Linked DNA regions of Mus musculus: region 2 is linked to region 1. Evidence: chromatin contacts called from public HiChIP or PLAC-seq data. All regions are on one chromosome and are shown on one strand. Each heading gives the region's core, a stretch centred on a gene start, on an enhancer-like site or on the middle of the called end of the contact. The rest is flanking DNA. Distances are from core to core; before and after follow the strand shown.

Evidence for each region. HiChIP or PLAC-seq counts read pairs in DNA pulled down with a chosen protein or histone mark.
Region 2: an H3K27ac HiChIP or PLAC-seq map of embryonic stem cells shows a contact between it and region 1, with 6 read pairs. The contact joins the enhancer-like site here to the promoter of 2410004I01Rik in region 1. A contact is called at or near these places in 4 of 484 Hi-C or Micro-C datasets (ECoMG myeloid progenitors, bone marrow-derived macrophages and muscle stem cells) and 2 of 115 datasets of contacts at active chromatin or transcription factors (embryonic stem cells and epiblast stem cells).

What each region holds. Positions count from the first base shown.
Region 1 is chr11:102,961,300-102,966,028 of GRCm38.p6, reverse strand. 2410004I01Rik (RIKEN cDNA 2410004I01 gene) reads left to right here and starts at 1,875. Exons shown (of 3, transcript NR_037963.1): 1 at 1,875-2,008; 2 at 4,001-4,220.
Region 2 is chr11:103,041,538-103,046,291 of GRCm38.p6, reverse strand. Nmt1 (N-myristoyltransferase 1) reads right to left here. Exons shown (of 12, transcript NM_008707.4): 2 at 3,016-3,124. Among named protein-coding and RNA genes, the nearest start is that of Gm42090, 3.8 kb to the left of the region's middle. Within about 2 kb of position 3,286, at least 20 of the 459 cell types and tissues checked have an H3K27ac peak or open chromatin away from gene starts, as enhancers often do. A contact at or near this core is called in embryonic stem cells, where this site is marked.

The sequences.
Region 1 (4,729 bases), core at 626-3,125:
CCCTCCCTCCCTCCCTCCATGTACCTATCCACTGTCCTGTCATTCGAAGAGACACAAGCTCTCATTCAGCCAGAGCTGGGCAGCCAAGGCAGGGTCCCAGCCTGCAGCTTCAAGAACTTTGACCTGGTGTCTGGTGAGAATGACAGAGGAACCAAACAGGGTAGCAAGATCCTCAGAGAGAAAAGGTGTCCTTTGGCCATCACACACAACTATGGTTCCTCAGCAAACCCATCATCGACCTATACCGACTTGTATAGGGGATCAAAAATCTGTGTGACTCGGGAGGGCTTTCAGTGAAGAGCTGATGTCGATCTGGGCTTTAAAGGATGGAATCAAGGAAAACGTGGCTGTTGAGACTTCTCCAGTAAGGCCAAGGGAAAGTGCTGGAAAATGCTGGGTGTTCAGAGAGGCCCTGACTGCCCCTCTTCTCTGTCCCCTGAGTTCTGAGAGGAGGGGACAGGAATATTAGGATGTGGAGAAGGGATGGTGCCTCTATGGAAGCGTTTCCCTTCTGAGGTAGAGGGATGGAGGATGGGGCTAGTCTGGACAAACAGGTCAAAAGCTAATTGGTGTGGGGGGAGGGGAGGGGCTATCGGCTTTCTGCTTGCCCCCATCCACCCCCATCTATGTCTCCTGCCTCTGATCTTTTGTTCAGGTGGGCCAGTCACAGTCACGGGAGGGCAGGTATCAAGTGTGAGATCTTTAGAAGGCCTGGGTGGTAGCCCTAACACCTGACCTGGGCTCAGCCAAGCACGGGCTGGCTGCTCACTGTGACCCTTCATCCTCCATATCACTCGGGGTGCTGGGGGAGGGGGGGATGGCAGTAGGGGACAGGGAGAGGGAAGAGAGACCTGACTCACACTTAGCCCACATCCTCGGCGAGACAGTAAGGAATATTTTTAGGAGCTCATTAAACAGGGAAGAAAGAAAGGAAAGGGAAGGAAGGAAGAGGAGGACTATGCATTATTTTTCATCCGAGTGACAGCTCAGAGCGCTTCCACTGGAACTGTCACGCAAAAGAAATGGCATGTCTAATATTATTATGGAACGGGAGTGCGCCAGCCCGCGTGGAGATGCGCGGCGTGTGGGAGGGTGCTTGCGCCACCAGTGAGCCACACTGTGTGGTGGTGAGACCAAGGTGAGCCTGGGTATGTGACACCAGGCTAGTGGGGGGGGGGGAGTGGAGGGGGAGGAGTGGGGGGATAAGGATAACTTCATGTAGGCATTGGATGCCTGGGATTTTAATGTAGGAACAACTCTGTGAAACTATGTGTAATGGGGCGTGCAGTCTGTGTACAACTGTGTAATTGGGTGTGTGTAACTCGAGTACGTGAGGTATCTCTGGAATGCTTGTACCTCTGGAACTGGGGGTTGGGGGCAGACTCGCAGGTGAGGGAGCAGCCAGAAGCAGAATCGGTTCCTAGGTGACCCCCAGAAGAGAGTAGAGAAATGGAGAGGATGAAAGGGGGGCCTCACCCACCTATCCGTGTCTTTGAAGGAATAAGAGCTATGGTTGGAAGGTTGTGGGGCAAATACTGACCCCCTGTTGTGAGTTCAAAGTTCTTGGATGGAGCTCCAAGTACTTAGAAGTACTTCCCAAAGATGATCTCACTGGATTTCCAGAGCGCTCTAGAAAGGCAGGCCGTTATTTTCATGGTCTGGGTAAAGTGGGCCGGAGGTATATGACACGCTGTCTGACAAGTACTTCCCTGACATCATGGAATCCGGGTATCAAAACTAAGATGTGACTTCTTGAAACGTCTAGAGCTGAGAACAAGAAGGTGGCCGAGGAGACTGGGCATTAGGAAGGCTTCTCGGGACTTGTTTGGAGTTCTGTGAGGATCTGCCAAGATGGTGAGAACCCAGAGCACTCTGGGAAAGAAGGAAGCCAGAGAGATACAGGGAGGGAGACAGAGCCATGCAGCAGGGCCGAGAGGAGGAGATTCGCTACTGTCAGCGGCTGAGCTGTGGCGCGGGCCTTGCCGACTCGGTAACTAAAGCCAACCTCGTAAGTGGCTAATTGATTTCTGTTCCCTGATTAAATGTGCAGCGCTTTACACGGCAGCAGAAGGAGGTCAGCACTCCCCCCACTTCTCCAGCGCGCCTCGTGCGAAGAGACAAAGAAATTGATTTTCCAATCGATGCTCTGAGCAATGATTAAATGTTCTCTGCACAGCGGGCCTAATGAGTCCCAGAGGGGCGTGCCGGCCCTTTAATTAGAGACTCCTAGGGGGCCTGGGATAGGGGCTGCTCTAGAGTGAGGGGACCCTGCCAGAGAGGACTCCTCATCTCCAGGGATTTGGTGGGCTTGGCCTCTGGGGCAGCATCCTGGTCTGAGAAAAGGGTCCCTGGATAGGGACCCTGTGGAGGCGTCACTGGGAAGTCTCCATCGAGGGACCCTCCAACAGGGAGATCCAATGGAGGGGCTGAAGGGCTGAGAGTCCCTGAGCTGAGCCTTCCAGGAAAGACCTGGGCTAGGAGACTTGGAGATTGCACCACACCTCCCCTTAGCCCCAGCAGAATACAGAGACCCATCCGCGTGGGCGTGATCCAGGGCCTCCACCCGGTGGGCTGGGTGCTCAGGCCCGGGCCAAGACCTCCAAGTAGACAACAGTTCTCCCTCCGGTCAGTCTAACTCCTTCAGCAGCAGAGACCCAGACAGGAAATGAATCCCCCTCTAAGCGGCTGCTGCGTTTTCATTACCCAGCTGCCCCATTGGAGGAACCGACTAAAGACTTTAGAAATTCAAATGAGGCTCTCCGGGGAGACCCGGGCTTAAACATTCCCCTGCGCAGGCGGCTTTATTGAAGGAATAAACTATATTTGCAAAGTAAGATATTGGGGCTGTCAGTTTCTCTTAGGGATATAATGAGATCCTGGGAGGGAGGGAGGCAGCAAGATGGAGCTCCCGAGGGCGGGAGCCCCAGGCTGGAGCTCGGAGGTGAGCTGGCTCCCAAAGGCCAGCCTTGCTTCTACTGTGGAACCCAGACTTCCTCCCCAGATCCACTATTCCACCTCCCTCTCAGTGCTGAGAGTTAGAGGCTTGGTGCCTAGGGAGAAAAAATAACATTGCTCTGGCCTGGAAATCCCAAGACAGTAGAGGCCTCTCCAGTCTCCAGGCAGCTCTGCGACTTACCTGTCTGCTCTCCTACTACGGATTCTCTACAGGGAAAACAGAAGTGGGCATGTGGGCTGGGGCTAGTTGTATAACCAATTTTTTTAAGGTTTATTCACATTTACTATATGTAAGTACACTGTAGCTATCTTCAGACACCCCAGAAGAGGGAGTCAGATCTTGTTAAGATGGTTGTGAGCCACCATGTGGTTGCTGGGAATTGAACTCAGGACCTTTAGAAGAGCAGTCAGTGCTCTTAACCACTGAGCCATCTCTCCAGCCCTAGGTGCATGACCTTGAATAAGATACTTAACCTCTCCATGTCTCAGTAACATATCTGTAAAATACTAATATCTCCTTCATAGGGTTGTTGAGAAGATTAAATGAATTACTATATATAAGGTATTGGGCATGTTACTTGCTTATTGCATAACACTCAAAAAAAAATCTTGCCGGGCAGTGGTGGCACATGCCTGTAATCCCAGCACTTGGGAGGCAGAGGCAGGTGGATTTCTGAGTTCGAGGCCAGCCTGGTCTACAAAGTGAACCAGGACAGCCAGGGCTACACAGAGAAACCCTGTCTCGAAAAACCAAAAAAGAAAAAAAGAATCTCAGCTACTATTAAGAACTGGGTGGGGGCGAGGCATGTGCTCAGCTGGGGTGGTGCTTGTCTAGCCCACACCAAGTCCAGGGTAATCCCAGAAACATCTAAAGGCAAGGGTGATGGGCCATTCCTGTAACCGAGCACTCAGGATGCACAAGGAGGAGAATTGTAAATTCCAGATCATTCTTGGCTATGGAGAGAGTACCATGACAGCTCAGGTTGAAGATGTGAATGACAATAATGACCAGCCAATCTCTAATTTCTCTCCTTACTCTATGCAGACCACTTGAGAGCTACTACATCACCTTCACATCTTTCATCACTGTCAGTATCACAGTTACCAGCATCACCATCACCACTAACATCACAGTGGCTCATCTTCACTTATCCCTGACATGGAATGGAATGATGGAGGTAGACCAGATGGCTGGGATGATGGAATTAAATCCTGAAGGCTTCCTGGTGGTGGTAGGAACTATATGCAGCACAATTCTCTTGCAGGTGGGTTGAGGTCGAGCTGTTTGTTTGTTTGTTTGTTTGTTTGTTTGTTTGTTTGTTTGTTAATAGAGCACTAAAATCCAAGATAAGAAAAGAACCAGGAAAACAAGATCACTAGATCACTAGATCCTTAGAGACAAGGGAAGCAGGGTGCCAGCCCTTGTCTTTCTACCTCTGTGTCTCTCAAAGCCACTATACCCTGGAGTTTAGGCCAAGGGAAGCCTGCAGTCAGATCTGGGAAGGGAGCTATCAATTTAATGGGTCAGGCAGAAACTAGACTGTCTGTCAGTCTCACTCTGGGGCTAGAGGGGAGATTGGGTTTGACAGTGTACAGGGTCAGGAGAACAACAGATGCAGAGCCTGCCCAGAAGCTGAGGAGGTCTGAGCTGGCAGGACCGCGAGGGTCCATGCTTCTTGGTCGGACCCCAACTTCTGCAGCCAGGAAGGCTGCTGAGAGGGAGAAGTGCAGGCAAAAATGAAAGCACCCTGCCATTTCCTGTCCTGTTGGCAGG
Region 2 (4,754 bases), core at 2,037-4,536, 79 kb before region 1:
GCACGGTGAAGCACACCTTTAATCCTAGCACTGGGAGGCAGAGACAGGCAAATCTCTGTGAGCCAGCTTGGTTTGCCCAGCGAGCTCCAAGCCAACCAGAGCTTAGCAGCGAAACCCTGTCTCAAATAAACAAAAAGAGTTAGCTTGGTATTTGGAGTAAAAATCTGAAATCCTAGCTCTCAGGAGGTAGAGGCAGGAAGATTAGAAGTTTGAAGCCAACCTTGGTTACATGAGACCTTGTATCAAAAACAAAAACAAAAACAAACAAAAACCCAATAGTTTAGAGCTACAGAGACAGCTCAGCTGGCAAAGTGTTTGCCAGTCCAGCAAGAGGCCCTAAGTTTGATCTCCAGCACCCATTTAAACAAAAGTCATCAATCAATGGTGGTGTATGTGTAATCCTCTGCTGGGGAGGCATCGCTAGGAGGACCCCTAGGGGCCAGCCAATCTAGCCAGATCATGGAGCTCCAGACTCAACGAGAAACCTATCTCAAAAAGGTGACAGGCCTGGGCAGTGGTGGTGGCCGGCAGTAATCCCAGCGAGGCCAACCTGGTCCACAAAGCAAGTTCCAGAGCAGCCAGGGCTACAGAGAAACTCTGTGCTGGGGAAGAAACAAAAACAAAAGAGCAAAAAAGGTGGCAAGTGGCTAAGAGAAAACCAACACTGACCTTGGACTTCCACACAGCACAAGCAGCGTTCATGAACAAGTGCACATAAACACATAACCAAGAATTCAAAGCCTAAAAACTATCCAAATCAGGGTGCCGTTCTTTAGTCTTAATAAGGACTGGAGAAAGAATAGCTGAAAATTAGCTAACAGGGCAACCTATGGGCTTTTGTTGCTTGGTTTTTCTGTTCCTTTTGGGTTTTGTTTGTTTGATTTGGGGTTTTTGTCTTAGACAGGGTCTCATTACGTGGTGCTGGCTGGTCTGGAAATCGCTGTGTAGCTCAGGGTGACCTCAGATTTTTGCAGCTCATCTCCTCTTCCGCTAGCGTTACCAGTGTGCACCGCCACACTTGGATCTGCCTTCAGGATTCCTCCCCACCCCGGTCGCATGCGGTTTATGCCAAAATAGAGATGATTGCAAAATTGCAAGCCATGCAGAGCAGAAAATATAAAGAAAAAAGCCTGTAGCCAGGTGCAGTGGTGTAGGTTTGCAGTCCCAGTCCCCGAGAGGCCTAAACACAAGGATCAGAGCTCAGGCCGGCATGGGCAACATAAGACACTGTCTCAAAAAATACACGAAGGCGGGAGTGGCGAGGCGGCTCAGCAGTTACAAGCACTTCGAGCACTGGCTGTTCTTCTAGAGGATCCAGGTTTGATTTCCAGCACCCACATGGCGGCTCTCAAGTGTTTACGACTCTGGTTCCAGGGGATCTGATACTCTCTTCTGCCCGCCACAGACCCCGTACATGTGTGGTGCACAGACATACATACAAGCAAAAAACCTAGACCCACAAAAATAATCAACCCTACACCCTCAACTACGACCCTCATTATGAGTAGTTTTAATCTGAAATTTTGAGACATATACAGTACCCCACACTTCTTTGCATGCAAGGTCTAAAAGCAGAGATTTTTTTTTCCCCCAAAAAAGTAAAACTGGAAACTGACAAAATGTCTTATCAAGAAAAGGTACTTCCTGCCAGGCGTGGTGGTGCACACCTTTAATCCCAGCACTCGGGAGGCAGAGGCAGGAGGATTTCTGAGTTCGAGGCCAGCCTGGTCTACAGAGTGAGTTCCAGGACAGCCACACAGTGGAAAAGTAGCACTAACGCCCAAAACTGTCCTTGAACTTCTACAGGCAGGCCGTGGCACAAGCGCCTCCTCCCCCCACACAAAGCAAAACTGGTGGCTAAAGATGTAGCTGAGCGGCAGAGGACTTGTCTTGAACATGATCCTGGGTTCGAGCCCTAGGATCACAGAAACAAAACATAAAACAAAGCAAAAAAGAAAAAAAAACCTTGACTACCTATTATCCTAGAAGTGTCCTTTCAAAAGTATGCCTTAGGTCAGGCACAGTGGTACCTACCTTCAATCCCAGTACTCTGGAGGCAGAGGCAAGAGGATGTCTGTGAGTTCCAGATCAGTCTGGTCTACAGAGCAAGTTCCAGGTAAGCCAGGGCTACACGTGAGACAGCGAGACACAAAAGAAGCCTCAAACCTATCCATTAGAGGAGCCCAGGGGCGTAGCTCAACACAGAGAACAGTAGTGTGCAGGGGGCTCCAGGCTAGATCCTTAGCCCAGCACTCCCAGCATCTTAGACCTGGGTAGGAAGATAAAACTGCTGCCATACTGTGCTGTCAATGTACTGTGTATGTGCGCCAGTGCCTCGACCTAGCCCCTGACCAGTTAACTGACGAGTATTTTGACTGGTTTGCTCTTCTTTGACTGTACTGCTGTGATGTAGTGGAGTGGCTCTCTACTTTCCTAATGCTGTGACCCTTTAATGCAGACCTCATGTTGTGGTAACCATTACCCCAAGCATAAAATTATCTCATTACTACTTCATAACTAATTTTGTTACAGTTATGAATTGTAATATAAATTTATGATATGTAGGATACCTAGCTTGCCACAGCTTGAGAACCACTTCTGTAATGCCTTTTAAATTAACTATTATCTTCTCTGTGTGTGTGTAGGACCCCACCATGTGAGTCCAGGGGATTGAGTTCTGGTCATCGGCTTGGCTGCAAGAGACTTACGATCCAGAAGACCAAGAGCCACTGCTCCGTGAAGTGGGGACTGTCCCATTCCTACTCCATGGGACCCTGCACTTACGCATGTCATATGTACCTGCAACAGAGGGTACTGTGCTGGGGAGTCGGGTCTAACCTGCGGGCCTCTTTAAGGTACCGAGCACAGTTTCATCAACAAAGTCTAAGGCACAGAGGACAGACAGTGCTGGGTGGCTCCCATCTTTAAATAATAAGAGTGGAGATGAGCCACTTAAGCTGTTCTCCACATATACCTCGAAACTCCTCAGTCCTAAGAAAACTGCCTCCAGGTTACCTTCACGGGCTGGTCCTGGGTGGATTCCATGTCGCTGCCTTTCTCTTTCTTCTTCTTTTGTTTCTTTTTCTTCTTTTTGGCTCCGGTGTCATTGGCTGGACTCAAGCCACTGTAAGACAAAGTAAACACGGATGGAGGTTCCAAACCAAACAAACAAAAAATCAAATGCTTTAAACCACACTGACAAAAGGCTTTTGTGTAGAGCAGACCTTCCTTAATCAAGTCTGTTGGCTGCTTCAGAAGCAGACTAGAGAATCCAGCTCCCACAGGGGGCGTTTGGAGGACATGAGCAAGCACAGCTCCCTTCTCCACTCCCACCCCTCAGCTCCCCGGGGAGGAGACATGTGCAAGGCATGTCCTATTTATTTCAAAGGGCCTTTTCTGTTCTTGCATCCATCCATCCATCCATCCATCCATCCATCCATCCATCCATCCATCCATTTATTGAAACAGAGTCAGTCTCAAGCAACCAAGGCTGACCTCCAGCAATGACTTTGAACTCTGATCCTCCTGCTTCACCCGAAGATTGCTGAGATTACAGACGCTCTGCCCACCTGGTTTATGGGGCGCAAACCTATGGGGCTTCCTGCCTGCAAAGCAAGCATTCTACCACCTGGGCCACAATCCCAGTCCTTTCTTCTTTTTTCTAAGATAGGATTTCTGGCCTGGTACCTAGTATGTGTCTTGGGCCGGCCTCAAAATTATAGCAATCCTCCTGCCTCAGCCTTCTGGGAGCTGGATAATACCTTTTTTGGGAGGTGAGGGGGTATGGACTTATTTTAGAGCTTTAGCTGCACTGAAGACCACGGTATCTCTCAACACTGTGCTGGGACTACCACGTCCCCAGGGCCTTGGATCGAAAAGGACAGCCAAAAGACAGCAGCAGTCTTTTGGGAATCTTCTGTCCTCACTTCTCCAAGGGTACTACTTTTATTCAGATTGTCCAACTAGGCATAAAGCAGCAGAGAGTATGGAAGGAAAAGAGACCACGAGGAAGAAGAGGATAGCTTGACATTTCTGCAGCCCATGCCCAAAACGGTCACGAAAGTCAAGGGCCTGAATTACACATCAGGTAGCAAGCCTGAGCGGTCCCTGACGGCAAACCCAGAACTAGTAATCTCGGGGACATTCAAACACAACAGTCTCCCGCGGTTACTCCTGCCACAGACGGACGACACTTCTGTGTGCATGGAAGCAGGGAGGGATGGCCTTAGGCTGCTTTTCCCCCAGTAAGTCATGGCAAGACAGCTTCCCAGCCACGTTAAAATGTCCAAATGAGACCAGCGTGGGATCACGGCCTTGCTGTGAGAGCACGTGGGAGGCTGGGGTGGGGACAATGTAAAAGGGACATGGTGGTGTACATTTTTAATCTCAGCATGCAGGAGGCTGAGGTAAAAAGCAGGCAGGTCTCTGAGTTCAGTTCAAGGTTAGCCTTGTCTACATAGCAAGTCCCAGGCCAGCTAGGACTAACATTGCAAGACACTATCTTTAAATAAATAAATAAATAAATAAATAAATAAATAAATAAATAAAAGGCATGGTGGCTCCCGAGTCCCAGGCCAGTCCAGAAGAGTTCTAGGCTAGCCTGAGCTACAGTATAGGACACTGGTTTTTTTTTTTTATTTAATTTAATTTAATTTAATTTTTTATTTTATTTAAAAAAAAAGTAGCTCAGGGTTTCAAAGTCCTTTGTGGTTATCTGAGTATTAATGCCACCTTATAGCAATTGATCAAGTGCT